Linked DNA regions of Sus scrofa: region 2 is linked to region 1. The links are chromatin contacts, called in public HiChIP or PLAC-seq maps. All regions are on one chromosome and are shown on one strand. Each heading gives the region's core, a stretch centred on a gene start, on an enhancer-like site or on the middle of the called end of the contact. The rest is flanking DNA. Distances are from core to core; before and after follow the strand shown.

Region 1 (7,849 bases), core at 5,243-7,742:
ATTAAAAGGGATGAGCCCTTGCTAAGAATTCTTTCACTCCCTGCCGTCCTCTCTGGTTTCCTCTTCCACCAAATAGACCAGACCGATTTCATGGGATTCTTGCGGGGGTGGGGGGGGATTCAACAAGGTAATGACCTTGAACGCCTGTGACATGGTGATGGAGGTGACTGGCATGTTTTGAACATCTGTTCTATGTTTTATGCACGATGCATACAGTGTCTCATTTAATCCCTATAGACACCCTATGACGTGGGGGTTTTTTGGTTCGTTTATCTATTCATGCTTTTTAAAAAAGTGCCTTTGTTAGGCATCAACTATAGCCAAAGGCCGTGCACCACGCTGGCGATCCAGCCATGAACAGGCAGAGTCTCTGCTGACAAGAACTTGAGTTCTTTGCCACTGTCATGCCATTTTATAGACCAAGACACAGAGCCTCAGAGGCATTAAGTCACATGGCCCAGGTCAGAGAGTCACTTGGCGTGGCCCTGCTCTGCTGCCCTCAGTGCCTCCCCAGGTCAGCGCACAGCGCCAGGCATGGAGAGAGCTTTGGGAGTGTCTGATGCTTCCCTCCACCCCCCCCGGCTTTTGTTTAGATGTGGGTGGCTGTAGCCATCAAGGAGAGCACGGGGTGCCTGGGAATTAGGAGATAATGGGTGTGACCTCAGAGAAGTTGTTGAACCCCTCTGAGCTGCTTCCACGGCTGTGGGAGGGGGGCAAACATGACGTGGTTGGACGGACTTCCACACAGCAGGGTGTGGGAACTCGCTTCGAGACTGGGGTGTCCTGTGCTGGTAGGAGTTCTTCCAAAGCCCACAAGAGTCAGAGGAGCCTGGCTTCTCCTGGTGCCGGGCCCTGGAGTCTCTTCTAGGTCCTGAGGGGCAGGACCACCTAGTGGTGATGAGCGTGGTTCACATCTCAGCTCCCCACTTGCTAGTTACATGGCCTTCAGCTAGTTCCTCACCTCACTCGCCTCAGTTTTGTCACCTATTAAATGGGAATAATAATAGCCCCCGCCTCAGAGGTACTATTACAGGAATTAAATGATCTCATTGGCAACAGTCAGCACCGTGCCCCTGTGCTCTCCAGCACCACAGCTTCTTCCTGCCCTTCAGGAGCTCAGCAAAACCCTGAGACTCTGATGACCGCATTGCTTGCCCCGCAAATCGAGTCTAATTGTTTCTGGAAAACACTGTGGGCCCGCTATTTGGTTTGGGATTGATATCCTTCCGACTGGGAGGTTTTTTTTGTTTTCTCTGTCTGTGTGTGTGTTTGTTCGTTTTTCTTAACGCGGTGTTTAGAAATGGAACGGAGCAATTTCATTTCCGTGGGCTGAAGGAGAGTGTTCCAGAAACGGGAAAACTGAAGAGCAGGTTCTCAGCCCAGGATACGGCCTCCCTCTCACGTGGCGGGAGCTTCGTGTTTTCCTGACAAAGCTCTGAGACTGTGTTTCCTTCACGCTGGCCCGTGGTGAAACCCCCTCTCTCAAACCCGGGTCAGCTCTGTGTGATGAAACAGCTGGAGGCATGGGCTGCGAGATGACCAGCCTGGCCGCAGGGGACAGCTTGGCTCCTCTTGGCAGGTGTGGCGGCCGGGATCACTGCAAGGCCCCTTTGGGACCCACATATCCATATGTTGCTCGGCCTAATTAAAGCCTTATTAAAGCTAAATTCTTGAGGCAAAATCATCGCCCTCCATCCTCTTTAAGGAACGACCCATTTCAGGACCTTCAAAGGGGCATCCGCCAAGAGCACCCGCTGATTTGTCCGCACCATGAACAAATCACCATTTACAAATCACCATGGAAAAGCCACCATTTACTCAGCATCTCTGAGCATGTGGCCGATCATCCCCAGGCACTTTGCATGGTCATCACCAGGTGTTCTCAGAAACCCATCTTCCAGATGAGGAAACTGAGACCCAGAGAGGTGGAGTGTCCCGCCCAGGGTTCCACAGCTATGGAGGTCATCGAGCCAGGTCTTTTTCTATTTGGGTAAACAACGAGAATATTAAGAACGGTGGATGCAGAAACAGTAGAAAAAGCCCCAGGGGCGGGTGGCAGTGGAGGCAGAGGTCGTGTTAACCACCAGTGGAAAAGCATCGCTGTCCATCATGGTAGTGGCGGTGTTATGACCTGTTCGCTTTCAGAAAAGGATCTAAAATACATACCCAGGTGGTACCCAGTCACCTCTGTCTAAGAGAGCGAGGTTTGTAGGCATGAATTCCCTGGGTCCAGGCAGAACTGAACCCATCAGCCCGCTTGTGGGTTGTTTTCCTTCCTCACCTCGTGCACCACAGCCACACCTTGTAGGATGTCTCTGGCTTCTAGTCCAAGTAGGACGAAGCCAGCCTGACCTGTCCCACCCACAGGAAAATGAGAGCAGCTCACAGGTATTTAGTGCTCCCTGAGTGCCTAAGCACTCACCTGGGTTAACTCGCTAAAGCTGCCCTAGAATCCTGGGAGACAAACACCGTGAGCACAATCATTTCACAGGTAAGAAAGCGGAGGCACCGGGGAGCCAAGTCACTCGCGGAGGGGACCCCACCCCCGAGAGCGGGATGCGCGCCCCGGGGAAGGCTGGTCCTGAGGCTGCGGTATCCTCCGTGCCTTTGGACTCCCACCCCAGCTCAGCAGGACCTGCTCCCGGCCTGGTTCTTCCAGTCGAGCAGGTGCTTCTGCACAGACTTGCCCAGTTCGCACTCTCTGGATCTTCTCACACTTTGACGAAAAGTGTCCAGGGCTCAGTGAGCAGCCATAGAACATCCATCAGCTCAGCAAACCTGTATGGAATCCCCACTGGGTCCGAAGTGCCAAACCCGGCCCCGTGAGCACACATCCTCATCCCTGTCCCGTCATGAAACTCCAAGTTCCCCAAGGGCTGGAATGCAGCTTGGATTTTTTTTTTTTATCTCCCTCCACAGGGCTTCAGCCCCCAGTGTCTCCTCCATGGACCCTCTCACCTTTCCTTTTTTTTTTTTTTTTTTTTTTTTTTTTTTTGCCTTTTTCTAGAGCCGCACAGCAGCATATGGCGGTTCCTAGGCTAGGGGTCTAATTGGAGCTGTAGCCACTAGCCTATACCACAGCCACAGCAACGCCAGATCCTTAACCCACTGATCAAGGCCAGGGATTGAACCCACAATCTCATGGTTCCTCGTCAGATTCGTTAACCACTGAGCCACGACGGGAACTCACCTTTTCACCCCCTCCTGACACACTGAGAGCAGTTCCTCCCTCTCCCCAACACACATTAACGTGCTCCTGCTCGAAGGGAGTAGGAATTTGTCCTCAATGCGTGCAACCTGTTTATTCATGATTGCTGTTCATACCCTGCCTTGTCTTCCCGGCTAGAGCCAAACAGGCCGGGTTTGCAGGACAGAGAAGCTGCTTCAATCCCCAGCCCTGTGAGGCTGGACCAAGAGGGTGTCCGCTTACAGCCTTGCTCAGGAGCCCCCCTCTCTGAGTCCCCAAAGGGAAGCGCTGTCACAGGTTTCTTTTTTCCTTTTCTTTTTTTCCTTCTGCGTCTGTCTTACCTGAGTCTAGCATGTTAGGTCTGACCCTCCTCTTAACCCAGTTCCACAGTCACACCCCCCATCCCACTTCCCAGTCTCCTGACTTTCATGGAAAATCAGTGCGTTTCAAGAAGACAACAACTAAGACAGAGGTTTCACCTGAGGTGGAAATTATGCAGGCAGCTTAGTGCAGATCGGAGGGAAAGACAAAAATAAGGTGGTGTCAGCAAGTCCAGGGCTCATAATTCCCTGCCCCTGCTGCTGAACTCGCTGCGTTGGTAGCAAGGGCGAGGTGGGCTGGGTGCAGAGCCTGGTGAAAACTAACGTCGTGTCAGGTTTAGCCTTTTTGGAAAAGGGTGTAAAGAGAAAAACAGACAGCAGACATTTGTTCTGATTTTTAGCAGAGACGTGAATGGTTTGGGAGCCTTCAGCACATCAAGCTTTTCCCTCTGCCCTCCCAACCTAGAGAGGGAGGGGCAGGGGGCGCTCAGGGAGCAGGAGGATGATCCTGGAAACCAGTTTATGGTTGAAATGACTTCTCTTCATCACACTTGTGGGTTCCAGTTTCTGAGCCTCAAAAGTATGTTGGTCCTTCATTTCATCCCAGTGCTGGCTTTAAGATGGTTGTTTTGAAGTTCCCATCATGGCTCAGTGGAAACGAATCTGGCTAGTACGCATGAGGACACAGGTTTAATCCCTGGCCTCGCTCAGTGGGTTAAGGATCTGGCATTGCCATGAGCTGTGGTGCAGGTCACAGACGCAGCTTGGATCTGGCGTTGCAGTGGCTGTGGCGTAGGCTGGCAGCTACAGCTCCAATTCGACCCCTAGCTGGGAACTTCCATATGCCACGGATGCGGCCCTAAAAAGACAAAAAGAAACAAAATAAGATGGTTGTTTTCAGAGGTTCATAGATGGAAGCTGGCAGCTGTCAATGAGGGCACAGTGTCACAGTCAGGTACCTACTCCCTTGCACACTCTACTCTTCCTCCTCCAGGAAGCAGCGGGGATTGTCATCCATCCCTGCAAAGGAGGCTCTGAGGTTCCGAATGAAAAGCCATGCATGTCTGCATCCAGAGAGCGTGCAGGCTCAATTATTAGCCTTCTCCTGGTGGACTGGAATTGCTCTGCCATAAGGCACTGCTTCTTGCACATCCTGCCTGCCGATTTTAAGTATTGATCATTTTCATGATGATGGATGTATTCCCAGGAATATTAGGGGCAAAAATAACGAGTGGTCAAGCCTGTGATAAGTATCTCTGCTTAGAATGATGCTAGAATTTAGAAAACAATTTTTTTTACTTTATTCTTTTAAATTTATTTTTTATTAGCGTATAATTGATTTGCAGTGTTACAAAACAGTTGTTTTTAATTATTAGGAAGCCTCCGGGTGGTGTTCGTCTAAGTCGGGCGTAACTCACAAGACCATGTGGTGCAGACCCAACTGAAGTCAGAGGAACCGCTCAAGAATGTGAGCATTTTTAGTTAACTTTTTTAAAACCGCCATGCATATGGTCGGTCTACCGCATTCCTCCCCCACCCCCCAATTTATCTCTCCTACTTCTGGAAGAATGGAAGAAAAATGTCAGCGTGCATCTGAATCATGTCGGGGTGTTCTAAAAACGTAGATCCCCCGTACGCTCACGGAGAGAGCCTAATTCAGCGGGTTTGAGGCGGTTTGCATTTAATAAGCTTCCCAAGTGGCTTTGTGGTAGGAGGCCCTGAAGACCTCACTTTGCAAAAGTTCTGTCTCGGAGCGTGTGCCCCAACCAAGGGTGGTTTTGCTTTGGCATGGAAGGCTCGCTTCTCTTTTTGCCCCCAGTGATGGATACCTGCTCTCCTGGAATGAAGTCTCATAAAACCTAATTTAATTGTCGAGTGATGCTTCCTCTTTAAAACCACTGGTCCATGCAGATTTGGGGGCTGCTAGGCTCATCAGGCTTTCTCAGCCTCAGCGTTGTTGGCATCTGGGGCTGGCTAATTCTCTGCTGTGACGGATTCTCCGGGCATTGTAGGGTGTGTGGCAGTACCCCGGCCTCTACCCACCAGATGCCAGTAGCAACCCCCTCCCCATCCTTGTGACAACCAAAAATGCCTTCCTTTGTTGCCAGGTGTCCTCTAGAGGGGACAGAATCATCCATCCTTGAGAACCACTGGGCTAACATGGTACCTTTAGCCACTTTGATACATCTTTCAAGTCCCAGCGGACTCAGGGGATGGCGCTGGGATGGGATTTGCTGGTCTTCTGCTACCAGGACTGAGTGACTTGGAAACTCAGCTCCCCAAATGTGAAAAATACACTCCGATAGGAACTATTCCTAGCTCTCGCCCTTGAATTTGTATTCTGTGCATGAAACTCCATGAGACGCCTTCAGCCTGGCATAAACCTCCTGAAGATCAGCTGCAAATTCAAGGGGCTTTGTGAAATGAGAATGTGGCTGGGACAGGGTGGGCGGCTGGTGGGCTGCACTTCCAGGAACCCAAATGCTCCAGTGGATTACAGGCTTCCCTTGTGCCAGCACTGCAATAGCTCTTGAGGGCAGCAAAACGAGTAAGATGGAGTTCTTCCCCACAAGGGGCTCATCAGGTCTATTAGAAGGAGTCAAGCCAGTGACTCAAGAGAGGCAGCGTCACATGATGGTCTTTTGCCACATTGCCTGACTTCACATCCTGCTGCCCACATACTCGCTGTGTGACTCTGGGCAAGTTACACAATTGCTGTGTGTCTCTGTTTCCTCAGCTGTAAATTGGGGTTAGAAGGGGTACCTACCCCAAGGAGTTATTTGGAGGGTTGTAGGCATTCATATAGGTAAGGCTCTTAGAACAGAGGGTGGCGCATACGACTGTGTTAGAAAGCCCAGTGGTAAAGCGTGGATCTTGCCATTAGGAGGCTTGGGCTGAAATCCTGGCTCTGACTCTTGTGAGCTTGAGCGAGTAAAGTGATCTCTCTGAGGCTCAAGTTCTCCATCCGTGAGGCGGGCAGTCATAGGACTTGCCCCATGCAGATGATGGCGATGACGAAAGGAGATGATCTCTGAGCAGCACATCCCCATCCAGCACGCAGGAGGCACTGGACAGCTCTTTAGTTGTTGTTGTTGTTGTTGTTTATTTAAAATGATTGATGTTATAAATGATTTTTTTAACCAAACTCATAAGAGACCAATAAGGGAAAAATAAGACTGCCAAGGGCCCAGACAATTGCATCTTTTTTTTTTTTTCTGTCTTTTCTAGGGCCACACCCATGGCATATGGAGGTTCCCAGGCCAGGGGTCTACACCACAGCCACAGCAACACAGGATGCAAGCCACACTGCGACCTACACCACACTTCACAGCAACACCGATCCTTAACCCACTGAGCGAGGCCAGGGATTGAACCCAAAACCTCATGGTTCCTCGTTGGATTCATTAACCACTGAGCCACGACGGGAGCTCCACAATGGCATCTTTAGGTCACTTCCTAGACTCTGAACAGAAGTGAAGATGGGAGGCTGGATTCCCAAGGCCGCCTGGGTGGGCACCAAGTCCACTCAAGGGAGGTGGTTCTGGGATTCACATCTGCATGGCCTCCAGCTGGAATCTATGGCCACAGCAGAGCTGCTCCTTGTCTCCAGGCTCCCTGGGCTTCCCCCAAGGCCAGGACACTCCTCCTAGTTGGATGACTGCTTCACGCAGCTCCCTTCTAAATTTATTCTTTATTTAGGTGTATTAATAACTCCAGTTATTAGTACAGACACTCCAAATCCTTCCTACTCTCCAGCTTCTGTCTTATCTGCATTTAAGATAACTTTGCCGATAGCTAATCTTATCTGCTTGATGCTAGGTTTTTATTTCATTCTCCGAATCCTTCCGTCAGATTCACACTGACAGGCAAGGGCCTTTAGTCACTGTTTCCCAAAAAGTATCTATCAGCTGTTTAGTGTGCAGCACGAGACAGAGTAAAATCAAGCATGACCCAGGCCTTTAATGAATTTAAAATCCAACTGAAGAGGTAAATGGCACATCTTCAGTAATTATCAATGTCCAGTATAAATGCCAAGTCCTAGGATGGCCTTCATTTTCAGCTGCAAGGTCTCATGGGAGAAAATGGGCATTGAGAAATGGGTCCTGGAGTTCCCGTCATGGCACAGTGGAAACGAATCCAACTAGGAACCATGAGGTGGTGGGTTTGATCCCTGGCCTCGCTCATTGGGTTAAGGATCCAGATTGCTGTGAGCTGTGGTGTAGGTCGCAGACGCGGCTCGGATCTGGTGTTACTGTGGCTGTGGTTTAGGCTGGCAGCTATAGCTCCCATTTGACCCCTAGCCTAGGAACCTCCATAGGCAGCCCTAAAAAAGCAAAAAACA
Region 2 (6,794 bases), core at 3,309-5,808, 150 kb before region 1:
ATGCTGGGGGGTCCCCAGATGTCTGAGGCAGGCCGTGGAGACCAGTCCGATTGGAGCAGAGAGAACAAGAGAAAGTACAGGTGAGTTTAGAGAGGAAACAATGGGGCATCAGGTCCTGCAGAGAATTATAAGCCTTTGTAAGATCTTCGGCTTGACTCTGAGGGAGGTGGGAGGTCTCGCCATCAGAGTGGCACAATCTGGTTTGCATATTTTTTTTTCTTTTTAGGGCCACACCTACGGCATATGGAAGTACCCAGGCTAGGGTTCAAATCGGAGCTGCAGCTGCCAGCTGATGCCACAGCAACACAGGATCCAAGCCACATCTGTGACCTATGACAGAGCTTGCAGCAACACGGGAGCCTTAAAGCACTGAGCGAGGCCAGGGATCAAACTCACATCCTCAGGGATGCTAGTTGGGTTCATTACCACTGAGCTACGATGGGAACTCCAGAGTCTTGGTTTCTTCTCTAGCTACCTACTGTATATACATGTATGAGAACTGAATTGAGATGAATGGTGCAAGGGCTTAGCACGATGCTGGCCACCTGGCAGGAGACCAATACATGAACCAATAAATATACACTTTCCTTCTGCCCTTTGGGGATAAAAAGAACAGTTAGTTTCCTAACCAATGTTCATATACGTCTTTACCAATAGACTCCTGATTTCAGTCAAGGCTCCAGTATGCCCAGAAAAAAAAAAAAAAAATCACCTTTCCAGATTCCTTTGTGGGTCAAAGGGGCCGTATTTTGGTTCTGGCAAAGAAGATGTAAGCAGACTAGTTGAAGAGGCTTCTAGGACATCTGTTGCTTCCCTAAAAACAAGGGCCACAAACTCAGCTAACATTTCCCTTTGACCTTTGACCTTTGCCATTCCCTCTTCTTCCTTCTGAAGGTGAGGCAGCCCCCTTGCCTTGATAGGGACAAAAACCATAGGCTTATCCTAGGAATAGAGAGAAGGGGCCCAGGTTCTAAATAACACCTGCTGGTCACCACCACCTCTAGACTCCCTGACTCTTGACTTGTTGGGTTAGAAAAATAAGCCCCTATCATATTTTCCATTATTTGTACCCGAACACATTCCTAACTGGTATTTACCAATTCCAGTTTGATGTGTTGAAATAAAGTACAGAGATGCTGGACTGTTTGTCCAAGGTCATATCATGAATTGATTGGTGGCAAATCCAGGTCTGTTGAGCATCTGAGTCTTCAATTCCCAATCTCCAAACAGTCCTAATCAATCATATTCCCACAAAAATTATGTTTATGTCAAAAATCTGAATCACCGTTAAAAAATATTTATATGGAAGCGAGTTTTGCCATGGATGAGAAGCTCCCTTCTGGAAACGTTAAGTAGCTGATTTGGAAAAAAAGAAAAACACCTGGATTGCATTTAATCTGCGCAAGTGGGCTTTTTGGTCTTGGGACAAATCACACATGAAGCTCAGAAGAGAATCCCCGCTCTGCCCACACAAGGAAACACCTTTGAACACCACGTTGTGAAATCAACCAAGCAGAGCTGCCTGCCCTGATATCCATCCTGGAGAAGATAGTGAATTCACAGAAGCAATGCCTTTGAACCGCTAATAAATATTTTATAACCTGATCACTTACAAAGTCAGGATGTTGCAAAGCACTCCTGTAGAAACATAATCTTTGCATGGCAAAATTGTTTGAGCTTATCATCTGCCTTGGGATTGTTACGATTTAATGAAAACTATTTGCCGGACTCAAACAATGCATTCCTAAATAAATGCATTTAAGAAAACCCTATTCAAACGCTCTTCCAGAGAATTTGTATCTGCAGGGTGTGAGATGGATCAGAATCTCTGGAACTTCATGATCCCTGGGAGAGAAAGGCCGACTCCTTTCCTTAAGATGAGATGTGTCCTTGGAACTGTTAAGGTAGATGGAGGTAGAATTGCTTAGAGCTAATCCCGCTCCCAAGCCATGGACTCTGAGGGGCATGGCTTCACAGTGATGCCTCCAGTGGCCTTGCCGTGCTCACGTCACTGTCCCCCAGTGTGTCCAGGGTAAAAACACATGACCCAAATCGCGCCAAATTCTCTCTCATGGAAAATCAGGGTGTAAACAAAAAGACATCGTGATGGGAAATCTTTAGAACTGAGTCATGTGGCTGGCAGCAAACTAGAAAGTGAGCCCACGAACTTCTGCCTCCGAGGTCCCAGGGGCCTGTCTATTCTTGCCCTTTCTAATGTTTTCAGATTCTGTGAGCTATCCTAGCACTTTCCTAAGAAAGACTTCATCTTAAACTTGGCGACACAGGATCCGTTTCTGTTGCTTAAAAACAAAAGTCTCTTAGCGAATACACTTGACACTATTTCCATTAGAAGGGTCAAAGAGTCCGAAAGCCTAGTTCCTTCCCACCTTCAAGCAGAAATAATCTTGGGTAAATAAAGGGTGACAAGGAATAAGTGACATTGTCCGTTATTGTCTCCAGGCCCCCAAGGAAAGTGGTTTCTGCATTCAGCCCTCACCCTCTGCACCGAAACCCATCTTCCCCAGGTTCTTTCTTCCACCTGTTGGGGTGGCAGCCGTGTGGCAAGCAGTCCAGGGCGTGGGCTTTATAGCAGGACCTGGGTTGGAATCCTGAAGCTGCTGCTTCTGGCTGTGTGACTCAGCACATTGTCCATGCCTCAGTGGCCCCATCCAGAAATGGGAGGAACACACAGCGCTTACCCATGAATTGTGAGGATTGTGTTAACCTAGATGAAGGGCTCAGAACAGCCCCTTCCCCCCATCCCTAACCACTCCAACTTCCTCCTCCTACAGGTATACCAGCCTACTTTTCAAAAACATAGGCTCTTTCCTGCCCAAGAGTCTTTGGGAGCCTTTGAACATTTTGTTCTTCCCACCTGGGTCCCACTCCACCTGAACCCGTTCCCCATACGGACCCAGTGATATAGCACTAAAATGGCCCGGTCCCCACCCCTCCCCCTCTCTCTATCGACACTCACCATTTGCTCTGATTTCACTGCACCCCGCCCCCCATCAGGAGTCTATACACCCTGTCCCTTGATTCTGGGCTAGAGATGGACCTGCTTTGGCCAATGGAGTTTTAGTACAAGTGACATTGTACCAGTTTTGAGCCTGGGTCTCAAGAGAGTTTGGATATTTCTCCTCTCTCTCTCTCTCAGACCCCTCCCAGGCACAAGCTCAGACCAGCCTGCTGGATGCTGAGACACACATGGACCAGTCTCCATCATCATCCCAGCCCACAACCAACCAATCCCTCAAAACAGAGCCCCCAAGCTGACCAGCATGTGACCACAGATGCAGGATGCTCTCCCGGGACCCGCTGAGACCAGAAGAACCACCCAGCAGAACCCAGCCCAAATTGCCAACTCAGCACATTTAAAAGCAAAGTAAGGGATCCCTCACGACATCCGAGTATTAATATCCACATGTCTGTGTGGAGGATTGATAGTATTTGTGCAGAGTTTTGCCAGCCATTCATGCAAAGAATTTTTTGATCAAACGATAAAGACAAATTTGGAATTCTTACTTTGTCTATTAATGTGTAGTTCAATCAACTATCTTCAAATTCATAGTAATAGGAGGGATATTATAATTTAAAAGTAAAAATAAAGGAAGTACTTAGACCTAAAAACCAAACAAAACTAAGTAATTGTTGGCTCAAGCCACTAAATCGAGGAGTGATTTGCCACACTGAAAAAAAAAAATAACTGGCACATACCCTCTCTAAGCTTCAGATTCCTCAATGATATGATGGAAATAATAAAAATAGGAATAATAAAAGCCGATTTCCTAAAATAAGTGTGAAGACTACATGAGATACTACTCCTAAAACACTGTGCTGCATTATTTCATAATTGTTAACTACATACCTGGTGATGATACTGGAGTTTTCACTTTGCCTCTCATCTGTAAATGCAGGAATAATGATATCTAATGAACAGGATTGTTGTGAAGAATTGAGAACATGTGTGTAATGTGCTTAGCACCGCTGCCGGCACAGAGCATCAATAAATGGCTATTACTGATGTGTTTTGTTCAATATTATCTCTGAGGATTCGCTTACAATCCACCACCATCATCACCTATCCTAACCCCTAAGCTTCAGTTTTCCTCCCCTTGATGATTAGACCTCAGTTCCCAGCCCTCAGCCTCACACTGGCGGACCCCCACAACCAGCACAGCCCCCATAGTAGGTGGAGGAGGCATCAGAACCCAGGTCAGGAAGGAGGTCACATTTCCTTCCTGGACTCCTTGAAGGTCAGCGCCCCCTGCGGACCTTCGCCACCAGGGGGCAGCCTCACCCTCCTGCCACGCAGAAAGCAGGACCGCCCTGTGGTTTCTCTTCTGTTTTTTGATCCCACCACCCACCCTGTCTGAGGGCCTAGGATTCGGGAAGCCCAAATGGGTCCTGTGGTGTGTGAGCCACACCCACACTGTGATCGATCACGGGTCCACACTCCACGATCCCTCCCAACTGGGGAGAGACCCCTCCCCCAACCAGCTTGCAGAGACACTGGTGGCGACGCTTCCCCAGCTCCGGGCAACCTCTCAACCTACGTGAGTGGTTTCATAATTCATGCCTGCCCATCAGTGGACAGATTTAGCCTGCTGCCTGCTGAGTCTGGAAATACTGAATATTAAAATATCCCAGACGCTCGCCCTTCTGACGCCCTCGCCTCTCAGATTCACAAGCAGTTGGTTGCACAAACAATGCCAGGGACACACACCAGGTTGTCAGTTGAGTAGATTTTGAGCGCTCCCACGTGTAACTTTCATGGAAACAGGGGAAGGCATATTCAGGACCACGGATTTGGGTGCATGACCTTGGACAAGTCCTGGTCCTCCTCTTCAGAGCCAGTGTATTTTCTCCTGCAGCACCTCACTGCAGAAGCTCTCCTGGGCCTTTTTGTAACACTATTGGCAAACCAGGGAAGCCAGAATCCTATTTGAAGGGTATCACTGAGCAATGTAAAGCAAAAGATCTGAAGAAACATTCTCCACCCACCTAGAACAGTCATAGAGAGTCTCCCAGGAATTAAAACTGACCAATATTTGAGGGTGCAGGAAGCAAAGAGAATATTTTATATTTGGTAAAGACAGGGGTGTGTGTGTGTGTGTGTGTGTGTGTGTGTGTGTGTGTGTGTGTCTCACACCCCCTTCCCAAAAGTCTAGCTGACTTGCCTCATGCACATCAAAGACTACCAAGTATTTCCAACCTTTGATGTTGAAATTTTAAAACTTCTACTAAAAGAATTTCTAGGCTGATACACACACCTCTGCTATTATCCAGTAATGACCAGTGGCAAAAGTGGGTTTGGGATTCCAGGGAAGGAGGCTGGGAATAGAGAAAGAGATTTCTCCTTCTGTCCTGACAGTTTCATTCTTTCCTCCACTAGGAATCTGGGGAGTCCCTACAGCAGGCTCCCAGCACCGAGCAGAATAGGAAGGAGCTGAAGTTGCCTCCCAGTGTGCGTGATCTACTGAAGGAGGCAAGAAAGATGGGGGATGACGTCCAGGCGACCAAAAAAGCCTATGCTTAGATAACTTGGCATCACAACCTTAGCAGGCAACAGCAGAGGGTCTGAAATTCCTTTGCAACACATTCGGGGAAAAGGCAGCCCAGGCTGGAGTGTGTTGTACAAGGAAGAGCCAGGCCAGCAGACCTGGATTCAAGTTCTGGCTGTGCCATTCACAATGGGGACCTCGGATGATGTATGGATTCCCTCTGGAGCCTCAGTTTCTTCATCTGTGAGATGGGAGTAACCACAACCACTTCAGAGGCTTGCCCTGAGGATTCATCAGGCTTCCTTTTAGGGACGGTCCCCACCAGTGCTTTGTTTGGAAGTGTATCTGGGACTTACGAGACTCTCGGCTTGAAGATGATTTAATTACAGCTGATGGATAAATTGCTTGTTGGATCAGTAAACAGACTAAGTATGATGACTAGTTACACCCAGGGGGCTCTGTCAGGGGATGACTAGTTACACCCAGGGGGCTCTGTCCACACACCTCCCTCACTGAGAAGGTCAAAACATTCTCTTTTCAGAGGTGCCCGGCCAGGAATCCAGGAATATTCATTGGCCTGGAATGAGAAACCAAATGAGAATTGAGACTAAGCATTGCTCCCCACACACGCCACATAGCAGAGACACGCACACACACACACACACCCCTCAACACAAACCTTCTCCGCTTCTCTCCCCGGCCTCAGAGAGCTCTGAAAGGTGGTCACGCCTAAACCCCTCAGCAGCTGGCACAAGTCTTCTCAGCGGCAACTCTACAGCAGGGTCAAGGCCAGAAACAAGTGGAGATGAAAAGAGAAAGACTCTTTCTGTAAGATGAATCAACATTGCAAACCAAAAGCCTTAAGCAGTGTGTGTGCATGTGTGTGTATAGAGTAAGGGGGATTCATGTGCAAGGATGCTTGGCTGAATCTGGGGAAAGATTCTGGAAGGATATCCAGCAGAGCTTAGGAGAAATGGAGTAGAAACGCTTGGAAAGGAGTTCTCATCATGGCTCAGTGGTTAAGGAACCCGACTAGCATTTATGAGGACGCGGGTTCAATTCCTGGCCTCACTCAGTGGGTTAAGGATCTGGTATTGCCGAGAGCTGTGGTGTAAGTTGCAGGCGTGGCTCGGATCCCGCGTTGCTGTGGCTCTGGCATAGGCCGGCAGTTACAGCTCCGATTAGACCCCTAGCCTGGGAACCTCCATATGCTGCAGGTGTGGCCCTAGAAAGACCAAAAAAAAGAAATGCTTGGAAAGGCAGAAGGAATGAAGAGGTATCACCATATCA

The links. HiChIP or PLAC-seq counts read pairs in DNA pulled down with a chosen protein or histone mark.
Region 2: an H3K27ac HiChIP or PLAC-seq map of alveolar macrophages shows a contact between it and region 1. The contact joins two enhancer-like sites. A contact is called at or near these places in 2 of 47 Hi-C or Micro-C datasets (embryonic fibroblasts and subcutaneous adipose tissue) and 2 of 2 datasets of contacts at active chromatin or transcription factors (alveolar macrophages and skeletal muscle).

Annotation. Positions count from the first base shown.
Region 1 is chr4:16,442,999-16,450,847 of Sscrofa11.1, reverse strand. ZHX2 (zinc fingers and homeoboxes protein 2) reads left to right here. Exons shown (of 5, transcript XM_021088974.1): 3 at 4,884-4,975. Among named protein-coding and RNA genes, the nearest start is that of ZHX2, 110 kb to the left of the region's middle. Within about 2 kb of position 6,492, at least 3 of the 83 cell types and tissues checked have an H3K27ac peak or open chromatin away from gene starts, as enhancers often do. A contact at or near this core is called in alveolar macrophages, where this site is marked.
Region 2 is chr4:16,594,420-16,601,213 of Sscrofa11.1, reverse strand. No RefSeq gene overlaps it. Among named protein-coding and RNA genes, the nearest start is that of ZHX2, 44 kb to the right of the region's middle. Within about 2 kb of position 4,558, at least 25 of the 83 cell types and tissues checked have an H3K27ac peak or open chromatin away from gene starts, as enhancers often do. A contact at or near this core is called in alveolar macrophages, where this site is marked.